Linked DNA regions of Zea mays: region 2 is linked to region 1. The links are chromatin contacts, called in public Hi-C maps. All regions are on one chromosome and are shown on one strand. The core of a region is the stretch at or near the end of the contact, and the rest is flanking DNA. Distances in the headings are between cores, read along the strand shown.

Region 1 (5,355 bases), core at 26-2,525:
GGGCGACAACTCCTTCTAGTTGGGCCCCTAGTGGGCTGATTAGGATTAGGGTTTTGTTTTTTTTCTCTTTTTTTTCTTTTCTAATTTCGAAATACCTATTCAAATAATCATAAAATTCATAATAATCAAACCAAAATTATTTATAAATAAAATATTAATTCTTAGACTAATATTTATTATATTATTTATGTAAATTTAAATTTAAGAAGAAATGATATTTAATATTCAAAATTAATCATGAGCATAAAAAATCATTCTAAAGGCAAATAAATAACGAATACTTAAAAGAAAATTAATTATCATAAATATCATTATTAACTAAATGCACTATTTTTATTTAATGATTTTTATAGTGTTACAAAGGGTAAATTGATTGCTAAAGTGCGGAAGTTTTGATGACGGGAAAGCAGCCGAAGCATTTTGGGCATGTCCCGGAAGCTACAGAAAATCATGGCAACGACAACCAAAGATCGAAGTATTTAACCGGGTAAAATCTGGTCTGAAATTTGTGTGGTAGTAGAAATAGAGCGGTCACATCATTAGCACAAAACGGCCGTACTAGCGTCCGAACAAATGCTAGTGTCTGGACACAGTTCTTTCTCGTTCACCTTGCTCGATGCTCGCTCGCTGGCGACCTCACCACCGGCCGTCCATCCCCGCTGCTGTTTGCCGATCCTTTCCTAATCCCAGTCCGCCGGTGACCTAAACTTCCACTTTCGTTCCCGCCGTCGACAGTTGACACCGTGTACCGGTTGTCACTCTTTCCTCGCTCGCTGGCCGCGCCCTATCATCGAATTTGCCGCCGGACAAACTATCTCTACTGCCAGGTAGTCCACCGTCCTCGTAAAGGCGGCTGTTTTGACTCTAGAGAAACAAAAATAATGTAGAAACATTAAAAGTCGATACAAATTAAAACTAAGCGAATATGTTATCTAATTAAAGTTTAGTTTATATCACATCAGCCGTTGAAATAATTGAAATAGCGCAACGACGGAGCTCCCGCAGTCCCGCGGACGGGACGCGCGGAGGAGGCCGCGCTTGCTTGCGGGCGAGCCCGGAGTCCGGAGTCCGGAGGGACGGATGCCCACGTTATATCACTTTCTTGGACAAAAGTCATTATCAAACTCTGGGAAAAAAATCAAAGATGTTTGAAATAGCGAAGACAAATTCGGAAATCGAAGACCGTGCTGCATCCTGTCAAACATGCCGTCACCACCGAAAACCCCTCACTCCTTTGGTCGAAGCAGTAGCGCGGCATCCAAATGACCCCCTGCCGTCCGTCCGCTTTGGTCGTCAGCCGTCGCGCCTCACCTCCCCGGCAAAGCAGGTCGCCACTAGGACCGCGAGGAGGCTCTGGCTCGCTGCCCGATATATTGATTAATTAATCGCCCGTTAATTGCCCGCTAATCCTCTGCCGGCCGCTGCCGCCTCGCTTTTTCTCGCTTAAATAATTGCCTAGTCAAGCTGATCCAGCTCGGCGGGCTGCGGGCGGACTTGGGGAGACAGACAAACATACAGAGAGAGAGAGAGGGGCAGAGGCAGCCCGGGATCCGATCGGGCGGTCGATGCTACGGCCGGTGGCGGGCGTCGTCGGGGCATGGCTAGCCAGGCTGCGCGGCGAGGAGGCGCGATGAGACCACCGAGCAGCGGCGTGCGCACGGCGGCCGCGCGGCCGCCGGCCGCCTCGTTCCTGCTGGCCACGGCGGCCACGGCGGCGCTCGTCGGAGGGTTCTACTTCTGGTTGGTGGTCTCGTCGTTCCGGCTCCCCGACTCGGGCGCCGTCGGGTGCCGCCCCGACGGCGAGGGGTCGTGGGCGGTCGGCATGTTCTACGGCAGCAGCCCCCTCGCGCTCCGTCCCATCGAGCTGGTGAGGCGGCGTGCGGCGCTCACCGCTCAGCTTAAAAACAGCTCCTTTCGTGCGTCGTTGTGGTGTGTGAGTAGGTTGACGCCTCGAGTGCTTACTCTTGTCTGGGGTGTAATTTTGGTGGCCAGGAAGGGAGGAGCAATGGCAACAGCTCGGCGTGGCCGGTGGCGAACCCCGTCCTGACCTGCGGGACTGCGACGGAGGCGGGGTACCCGAGCAACTTTGTCGCCGACCCGTTCCTCTACGTCGAGGTGAGGCAGAGGCACTGCTGCTGCTTGTTCTGCCGCTCCTCCCCGGGGTGGAACTCTGCTTCGCGTAGATGTAGGGATGGTTTGCAAATTGCCTAAGCTATGGGAGCAAATCAGTGAGAAAAATAATAAATTCAGGCTCGCTTACTGAATTGGTGATGTCGCTGTATTCGACAATTCAGCACCCACGCAGGGCTTGAGGGTTTAGTGTTTGGTTTTTGGATACTTAAGAGGACACAGATTAGTCAGGCACATAACAGATAATGCTGTTTGGCTGATTGCCTGAATACCATTGACAGTGTCTTACTAGCGTGTGAAAAAAAATTTGTAACTGCCTTGTCTCAGTTGAGGCATACAAAGTTAGGCCCACCATGTAGTGGCTGCTACTCTATGATGTGCAGTATACTACTAGTATGTAAGCATGGTTTGGGATGAACTAATATCCTATGATAAGATAGTACCCAGGGAGTTTTAGTTCATGAAAGGATTCAGATCTAGTTGAGATAGACACCGAAATGTGCTTTGCTTAGGTACATAGGAAGCTTGAAACCATTAATCTAGAAGTTGATCTGTAAACAGGTACCACTTCCACTATCTACTTGTCAATAACATCTTTCCTTGGTAGAATATGTATAACCACGCAGGAGGAGAAAGTTTCTACAAATGCTATTTATCAGACTAAATGCATTCTTGATAATTATTTGCTAGGTTTTGTCCAATGAGTAGCATTCTTAAGTTGAGATACTATTTTCCAGGCTTGCATTTTCGCCTGCTAGCTCTCATTCTGATACGCTACTATGCATCTCCTAGGGGGACACACTATTTATTTTCTTTGAAACAAAAACAACAACCTCAATGCAAGGTGATATTGGAGTTGCAAGAAGCTTCGACCAAGGTGCAACGTGGGAATTTCTTGGCATTGCACTAGATGAGGCATGGCATCTGTCATATCCTTTTGTGTTCAAGTATGAGAACGAGGTAGATTCTTTAACTTCAAATCTACTTGACAGAACAATAACCATCTATGATGATGTCCAAATACTAACTCTCTCTCTCTCTCTCTCTCTCTTCTCTCTCTCTCTCTCTCTCTCTCTCTCTCTCTCTTAGATTTATATGATGCCAGAGGGAAACAAGAAGAAGGAGCTGCGCCTTTATCGTGCTACTAAGTTTCCCCTCGAATGGACATTGGAGAAGGTTCTTGTCAATAAGCCACTTATTGATGCCTCGTTAGTCCAATTTGAGGGATACTGGTGGCTATTTGCATCTGATTTTACACGGTATGGTGTTGAGAAGAATGCGGAGCTTGAGATTTGGTACAGCAATTCTCCTCTTGGTCCTTGGACTGAGCACAAGAAAAATCCTATCTACAAATCAGACAAAAGTTTGGGAGCTCGAAATGGTGGGAGACTCTTCATTTTTGAAGGGTCATTATATCGCCCCGGCCAGGATTGCAGTGGTACTTATGGCCGGATGGTTAAGTTGCACAAGGTTGAAAAGCTAAGCAAGGAGGAATACAAAGAGGTCCCTGTAAATCTTGGGATAGAGGAGCCAAAGAAAGGGAGAAATGCATGGAATGGCATGAGGTACCATCACATGGATGCACAACAACTCGCATCTGGTGGATGGATTGCTGTAATGGATGGTGATCGAGTTCCTTCAGGTGATTCAACCAGACGCTCTCTCATTGGTTACTTAGCTTTCCTGTTGGCCAGTGCCCTTGTCGTTTTTGTGGGTTTTATGAAAGGTGCAATCAGTTGTTACGTTCCTCCCAGTTTATGGGTTCCTCTCACAAGGAGAACAGAATTATCCCGTATCTTCTACGTGCACCGCTTCAACCAGAAAGTCCGCAGATATTCTACCAGCATCAGCAGATATATCTCTGCTGCTAAAACCAAGCTCAGCGAAAAGACTTGGTCCAACGTGCTTTTCTTCTGTGTAGTTGCTCTATTTGGTGCCATAAATGTCTGCATTGCCGTGCATTTCTTATGTGGCGGCAATGGCGCTGAAGAGGCGTACACATATCAAGGGCAACACTCCCAGTTTACGATGATCACAATGACATATGAAGCCCGTCTCTGGAATTTGAAAGTGTTCATCGAACACTACTCTAGATGTGAATCGGTTAGGGAGATAGTTGTTGTTTGGAACAAAGGTAACCCTCCAAGTAGTGACGCGTTTGACTCCACTGTGCCTGTGAGGATACGGGTCGAGGAGACCAATTCTCTTAACAACAGATTTAGGGTGGATCCTCTGATAAAGACCAGAGCTGTTCTTGAACTGGACGATGATATCATGATGACTTGCACCGACTTAGAGAAAGGATTTAGGGTCTGGAGAGAACACCCTGAGCGGATGGTGGGCTTCTACCCCCGGATGATAGATGGCAACCCTATGCAGTACAGGAATGAGAGGTACGCTAGGGGTAAGAATGGATACAATCTGATACTCACAGGTGCTGCCTTCATGGACAAAGAGTTTGCTTTCAAGACTTACTGGAGCGAGAAGGCTCGTGAGGGGAGGGACTATGTGCACAAGAACTTCAACTGCGAGGACTTGCTCATGAATTTTCTGTATGCGAATGCAAGCTCCACCACAAGGACCGTGGAGTACGTCCACCCCGCATGGGCTATCGATACGTCCAAGCTTTCTTCTGTTGCCATTAGCCGGGACACCCAGAAGCACTATGACATCAGAACGCATTGCTTGGCAAACTTTTCCTCCATATATGGCCCCCTCCCTCAGAAATGGGAGTTCGGCATGCGTGAAGACCGTTGGGACAAATAGGATGGCGACGGTGGTACACGACGGACAAACACATGATGGTGAAACCTTCTCTTTTTTTTTTGTCAATCCCCTGGAAAGTTTTGTAGCTTCGGGCGAAGGTATAGGTCCTTGGGGCAGAAGTGCCCCTGGTTTGTGATGTGCCTATTAGATCTGGCTAGAAGCTTAGACCTGATCAGGATAGACCATTGTTCAAAAGTTGAGGATAGACCAAAGGCAGTGCAGTGTATGTGTATGTGAATTGTGGAAGGCAAAGAGGGAATTTGAGAACTGCATAGTGGGTGGAAAGTTTAGACTGTTGGGTTCCCTTCTCTGTAGTTTGTGTACATCTCTTCCTTTCTAAGATTCAGCTAGCATGTTGTGTGATTATTTACCGTAAGGATTCTTTTTACAGCTCGTAGTGTTTATTATTTCAGTCTAATGAGGACTTTCTGAATCTTTCTTTTCTGAGATCCGCACTGT
Region 2 (5,470 bases), core at 1,622-4,121, 150 kb after region 1:
AAAAGCTAACCCTGCTAGCTCTTTGTCTGCGACATGGATCCGAAAGCATCGGTTTCTAGTGTCCCGGAACCTCCGGATATAATCATTAATCGATTCTTCGCGTCCTTGTCGGACTGAAGCTAAGTCAGCTAGTCCTAATTCATATTCCCCGGCAAAGAAATGTTCATGAAATTTAATTTCTAAGTCATTCCAGGAATTAATAGAATTAGGAGGCAGGGCGGCGTACCATGCAAAAGTGGTACTAGTAAGGGATAAAGAAAATAAACGAACACGAAATGCTTCTCCATCGGCCAATTCGCCTAGGTGTGCTAGGAACTGGCCTATGTGTTTGTGTGTGCTTCTCCCATTCTCACCAGAAAACTTAGAAAATTCTGGTATCCTTGCCCCTTGTGGATATGGGACAATGTCAAACCGGTGATTATATGGCTTTTGGTATGATTGCCCTACTCTGGCTACACTAACTCCGAACTTATCTCAAAATAGTTCAGTCATCTCTTCCCTAATTTTTTCCATTGCACCCGGTGGCAGACCACCGGATCCTGGGCTGTGGGGCTCATTTGGTCGGGCATTAGTATACCGACCTTCTTGCCATGACCGATCGATAGTGTTGATTGGTCTATGATTGTATGGTGCGTTATGGTTTAAATATGTAGAGGGCGAAACATACTGCTGTTGTGGTGTGTAATAATTTGGTGCATGGTGTGTAACAGCAGGTTCTGCATATGTGTATCCGGTTTGTACTATGGTACATCCGAACTGGCCGGTCGTGTTCGCCATTATTGGGGCGCCACGCGGCAGTCCTGGTACGGCCCCGGACTGTCCGACATAGAAAGTCGGACGATCCACGTAAGGGTCGGACGGTCCGGGTAGAAGCTCGGACGGTCTGACCGCGTCCAGGGTCGCCGATCTGCCAAGCAGGGATGGCGGCGGTCCTAGGGCGGCCCCAGACTGTCCGGCAGAGCAAGCCGGACGGTCTGTGTATGGGCGGACGGTCCGGGCAGAAGCTCGGACGGTCCGACCGTGTTCAGGGACGCCGATCTGCCAAGCAGGGATGACAGTGGTGGTACTTGCCCTGGATATGAGTTCATCAGCATACCATATAATGGTTGGGGCTGCAAATCCCCATTTGTTGCCGATGTATTAGACATATATATCCTGTTACTAGTCTCATATGATGGAAAATTAGGAGCAACAGACTTCTCCAACATACGCGTTAATTTTCTAATTGACTCTTCTAACCCTTCAATTTGTTGTTTCATTTGATTCTGCTGATGATCTACATAATGTTTAATAGATTGGATGTCGTCAGGTTTACTTACGTTGGGGACTTGAAGCGAAGATAGAAGAGATGCAACGTCGGTCTCTCCATGTTTGACAACTTTCTGGTGGCGATCCACCGTGTATTGTGATAAGAATTTTTCCTTCGCTTGACGCATGTAGTCCTCGTATTGCTGTTGCTCATCGGTCGTTATCAACAGTCGGCTTTAGGATATTGTCCGGGGAGATATCGGTGTGATCTTTAGAACCGGCCATTTGAGGGTCTGATTTTTAGTAGATCTAAACACCTTTCTCCAGCGGAGTCGCCAAAAGTATGTTGACACCTTTTTCGGACGCCAATCACTCAACACGAACCGTGGCAGTGCCCTCTGCACAGGGGCGGACGGTCCGCGACCAGGGGTCGGACGATCCACGCCCTAGGGCTGGACGGTTCGCGCGTGCGCAGGGGGCGGCAAAGGTTGCCGGCGGCGCCTGGATCTCGCTCCCGGGAGGGACCCCGTCGGGGAGGAGAGATCCTAGGTGATGTCTAGGCTCGGGCAGACCGACCTAGACTCTTCTAATCGTTGTAGAGCCAAAGAGAAGCGGAGAATTTGGAGATTAGAATACTAAACTAGAGCTACTCCTAATGCATAAGGTAAAAACGAGAAATAGACTTGATTTGATCGATTGTTGGGGGTTTAATCGGCCGTAGCCCTTCATCTATATAAAGGGGGACGTCTGGATCCGCTTCAAACTGATTTCCGAGTTAAGCCCGCAGTTTTAGGTAACAAATCCTGCGAGAAATTAGGAACCCTAACTGACTCTGCGCATGCGCAGACCGTCCGCGCCACCACCACGGACCGTACGCGAGGCACTTTTGATCTCCAATAGTAAGATAATTGGTTAGTCTAAAGATCTACTATATTTTTAACCGGCGACGGGCGGGGCTGTAGCCCCGACAGCTCCTCTTTGCATCCGCCCCTGAAAGATAACCATGGCTAAAGATATTCAGCCACACTCAAGTTCTAATAGGATAAAAAATCATTGGTTTTTTGGTATCCAATACCATCCCCGCACCCTACCGATGCCCCCACCATTTGTTATACGTGGAGTAAGTTGTTATACGTGGAGTAAAATTGTAGCCAGCAAATCGAGTACATATTCATACAAAACGCTGATTTGGTAAACAATTATAAAATGGAGTTTAAAATAAGAGACAAAATAAAAATGGAATAGAAGAACTGTTAGAGATAGCCAACGTTTGCAATTTTGCCTCACGGTTCATTAGAAAACTGGGCCGCGGTCGTTGTGTTTTTAGATGGTCAAAGCAAGCGATTGGGCTGGCCCACTGGACACCAGTCCGGTCCAAGGCCCACCAAAGTCGCTTGTCCGGGGCGGACAACCTCCCAGTCCCAGGCTCCCAGCAGGCCAGCAGGCAGCAGGGATGAAGAGAGACATTCTACCGTGAGATCAGCGGTGGAAGATGGCCCGGCGCAGCCGCGACAGGATCGAGCTCCGGTGTGCGCGACGGGTCCGGAGCGGAGCGGAGCGGAGCGGGGGAGAAGGCATATAAAATGCGAAGGTCCTCTTCCTCTCCCTCTTGCTCTTTCTCCTCACCAGGCATCAAGAGAGGACGAGAGGGGGCGTCCGGAATTTCCTCTGCTTCCTTTTACCGCGAAACCTTTGCCTTGAAGGAAGAATCCGTTCCTCTGCTTGATCTGTGTTGTAGATGAGACGAGAAGCGGAGGATTAACAGAGCAGGAAGGTGAATTGGGCGCAGAGACTCTCAGACGCGCAGTTTTTGAAGGTAGGTACTGCTCCAAGTCCGCTAAACTGCGGTTCTCTGCTCTTTTCCTCGGTCGTTGCTGCTTGCAGTTGTAATTTTGGCGCGGATTGGAGTTTGGAGGCTCGCACCATGGTGGGAAGTTCCCTTTTTTGTGATTTGTTTGAAATTCTCGACGTATAAGGTTTTCATGTGTGGTTATTTGATCTGAAGTTCTGAACAATCCATCCCCTTTTCTCCTGGGATTGGGTTCTCTCCCACTTTCAGTCCTCTTCCTGTGTTGGGATTCCTCTGGTTCTGTGACTGCGAGATCCCACATGTAAGTGCGGGGATATCTCAAGTGGATTATTTGGATTCGATTCTCCGGGAGCTACATTTTGGCATGACTTGAATCAGTTTCTGCTGTGATCAAGCAATCTGAGCTGCTTCACTTGCGATTGCCGTGATTGGGACTTGGTTGGTTAGTGATTCGGATCGAGCGATTTGCCGAACAATCATTGCTGCTTCTCCTCAAGTTGAAATCTGTTTACCAATTTCATTCGGTGTTCCTTGGTTGTTCGGTCGGAGAAGGAACCAGAGTCTGAAGTTGTTTAGGTTGGGCTTGGATCTCCTCCGTCTTCCCCGGTTGGCTTTCTGTATCATATTCGTCAAGTCTGTACATTTCAGTATCTTCCCCTTTCACAAGGAAGTTGTTCCCTTCCTTGCTTGATTTGTCTTTCTGGCTCTTGTCACAAGTTGTTGTCGCTCTCTCAAAAATTCCTTTTCATTTGATTGTTGAATTATCGAGAACGCAAAATTGGGTATAATAAGCCAAAGAGTCCAGATTTACATTTGATTGATTGCTTGTTTCCTTCGATTTTACTTGTGACTCTCGAGCTAATGAGTTAAATTGAGCTTAATTACATTTTTATTCCAATTCGATCTCTTTTAGCCTTTTATGATCTGTCATCGGTTGAATCAGAAAGCCAGTAGCTCACCATATGTGATCAGTCAGTTAAAGTCGAGTTGGATTTTAGTGATCATCCCGTTTTATGTCTGGATTTGATTGGTCAGTGGAATCACTATCCGTTTCCAAAATACTTTTTAGGGTAAAATCAAACTGAAATTCGACGATGGCTCGTCCCCTTGCAGTCCCCTTGCAATCGGTCTTCTACTTTTCAGTTTCTCCTCCTTAGCGTGGCTTTGCATCAATCTATGCAGAGAATTAAAGCAGATGATGTCTCCTCGGATCTTGAGATTTTTTTTGGATGGCCTGATATGTTATGAGCTAAACTTTGTCAGCATTTTATCCTTTCCTCAGTTCCTCTACATGTAATTTCAGCTCGTCGCGAAATGAAGGAGGCGAGGAATCACTACCACACCCGGGGCTCCTCGCGCGGCGGCGGCGGCACCACTGCCGAGCGCGACCTGGTGTTACAGTGGGGCAACCGGAAGCGCCTGCGCTGCGTCAAGGTGCAGCGCCGTGACGTCGAGGCCGCCGCTACCGTGGCCGCCGAGAAAGCCGCCATCAGCCAGCGCCGCGCCGCGGCCACAGCTGCCCAGCACCACCCAGACGGCCACACCCACCACCGTGTTTTCAGGTCTATGCCTTTCTCTAATTTGTTTCCTTTTTTATCGTTTGTGCCTTCGTGGTGTCGATGTGCCCATTGCGTGTGCCGGCTCTCAGCATGATTGCTTTGTTTTGATGTCTACTTGTTAAACTAGTGCCCATTTTTGGGTTATTTCGTAAAGCAACAACTCGATGTCACGTGATGTCGTCCGCGTCGACAAGAAAAAGGCAGAGACCTGATCTGGTTTGGTTTTTATTTGAAGAGAAATTCAATTTGAATGAATGTGGACAAAGATGTGGTCTGTCTTTTTTTCCTGAAGAACTCGATTTGTACATCGAATTCGAAGATGTGGTCTGTCTTTTTCATGAAGAACTGATAATACCGAAGTTGCTAGTTTTCTGGTAGTATGGAGTAGTCCGTGCCCAGTACTGCCGAGTTCAGTATTTGTTGGTTTTTTACTTGCATCGCTAAAATCAGGCCTGTTTTTTTTTCTTCCAAAAAAGGGGTCCTGGAAGGCTAAAAGAAGACGGTGTTTAGAACAGAAATCTTGATATCAGTTGCGAACACTGAGATTAGAAGCTAGTTTAAGGACCAACAGGCTCCTTATCGCCATCTTCGATCCATCCAGCTGAATGTATTTGGAGTTATTATTATTCTCTGAATTTTCAGTATTTTCTAGCTTATGTGCCAATTCGATTTCTGCATCACATGAATTTTTACGTGCCCTTTTGTTGGTACAGTTTTCTCAGACTGGTTTGTGATTTTGCTTCGCCGAAACTATTACAAGAAAGAACTCCTAGACTGCTGTCAATAATAGCTTATCCGTGTTCTCTTAAAAAAGGGACTTATCGGCATTACGATAAATTTTGATGGCTGAGTA

What was found. A called contact is a pair of places that touch in the nucleus more often than the background predicts.
Region 2: a Hi-C map of ear shows a contact between it and region 1, with 2.8 times the contacts expected there. The contact joins the promoter of LOC100193865 here to the promoter of LOC103635268 in region 1. A contact is called at or near these places in 4 of 25 Hi-C or Micro-C datasets (ear, leaf and tassel).

What each region holds. Positions count from the first base shown.
Region 1 is chr8:63,563,733-63,569,087 of Zm-B73-REFERENCE-NAM-5.0, forward strand. LOC103635268 (glucosamine inositolphosphorylceramide transferase 1) reads left to right here and starts at 1,276. Exons shown (of 4, transcript XM_020542424.2): 1 at 1,276-1,867; 2 at 1,993-2,115; 3 at 2,923-3,090; 4 at 3,220-5,347. The coding sequence starts at 1,598. The coding sequence ends at 4,896.
Region 2 is chr8:63,716,583-63,722,052 of Zm-B73-REFERENCE-NAM-5.0, forward strand. LOC100193865 (DUF1639 family protein) reads left to right here and starts at 2,872. Exons shown (of 5, transcript NM_001138945.1): 1 at 2,872-3,064; 2 at 4,362-4,620. The coding sequence starts at 4,373.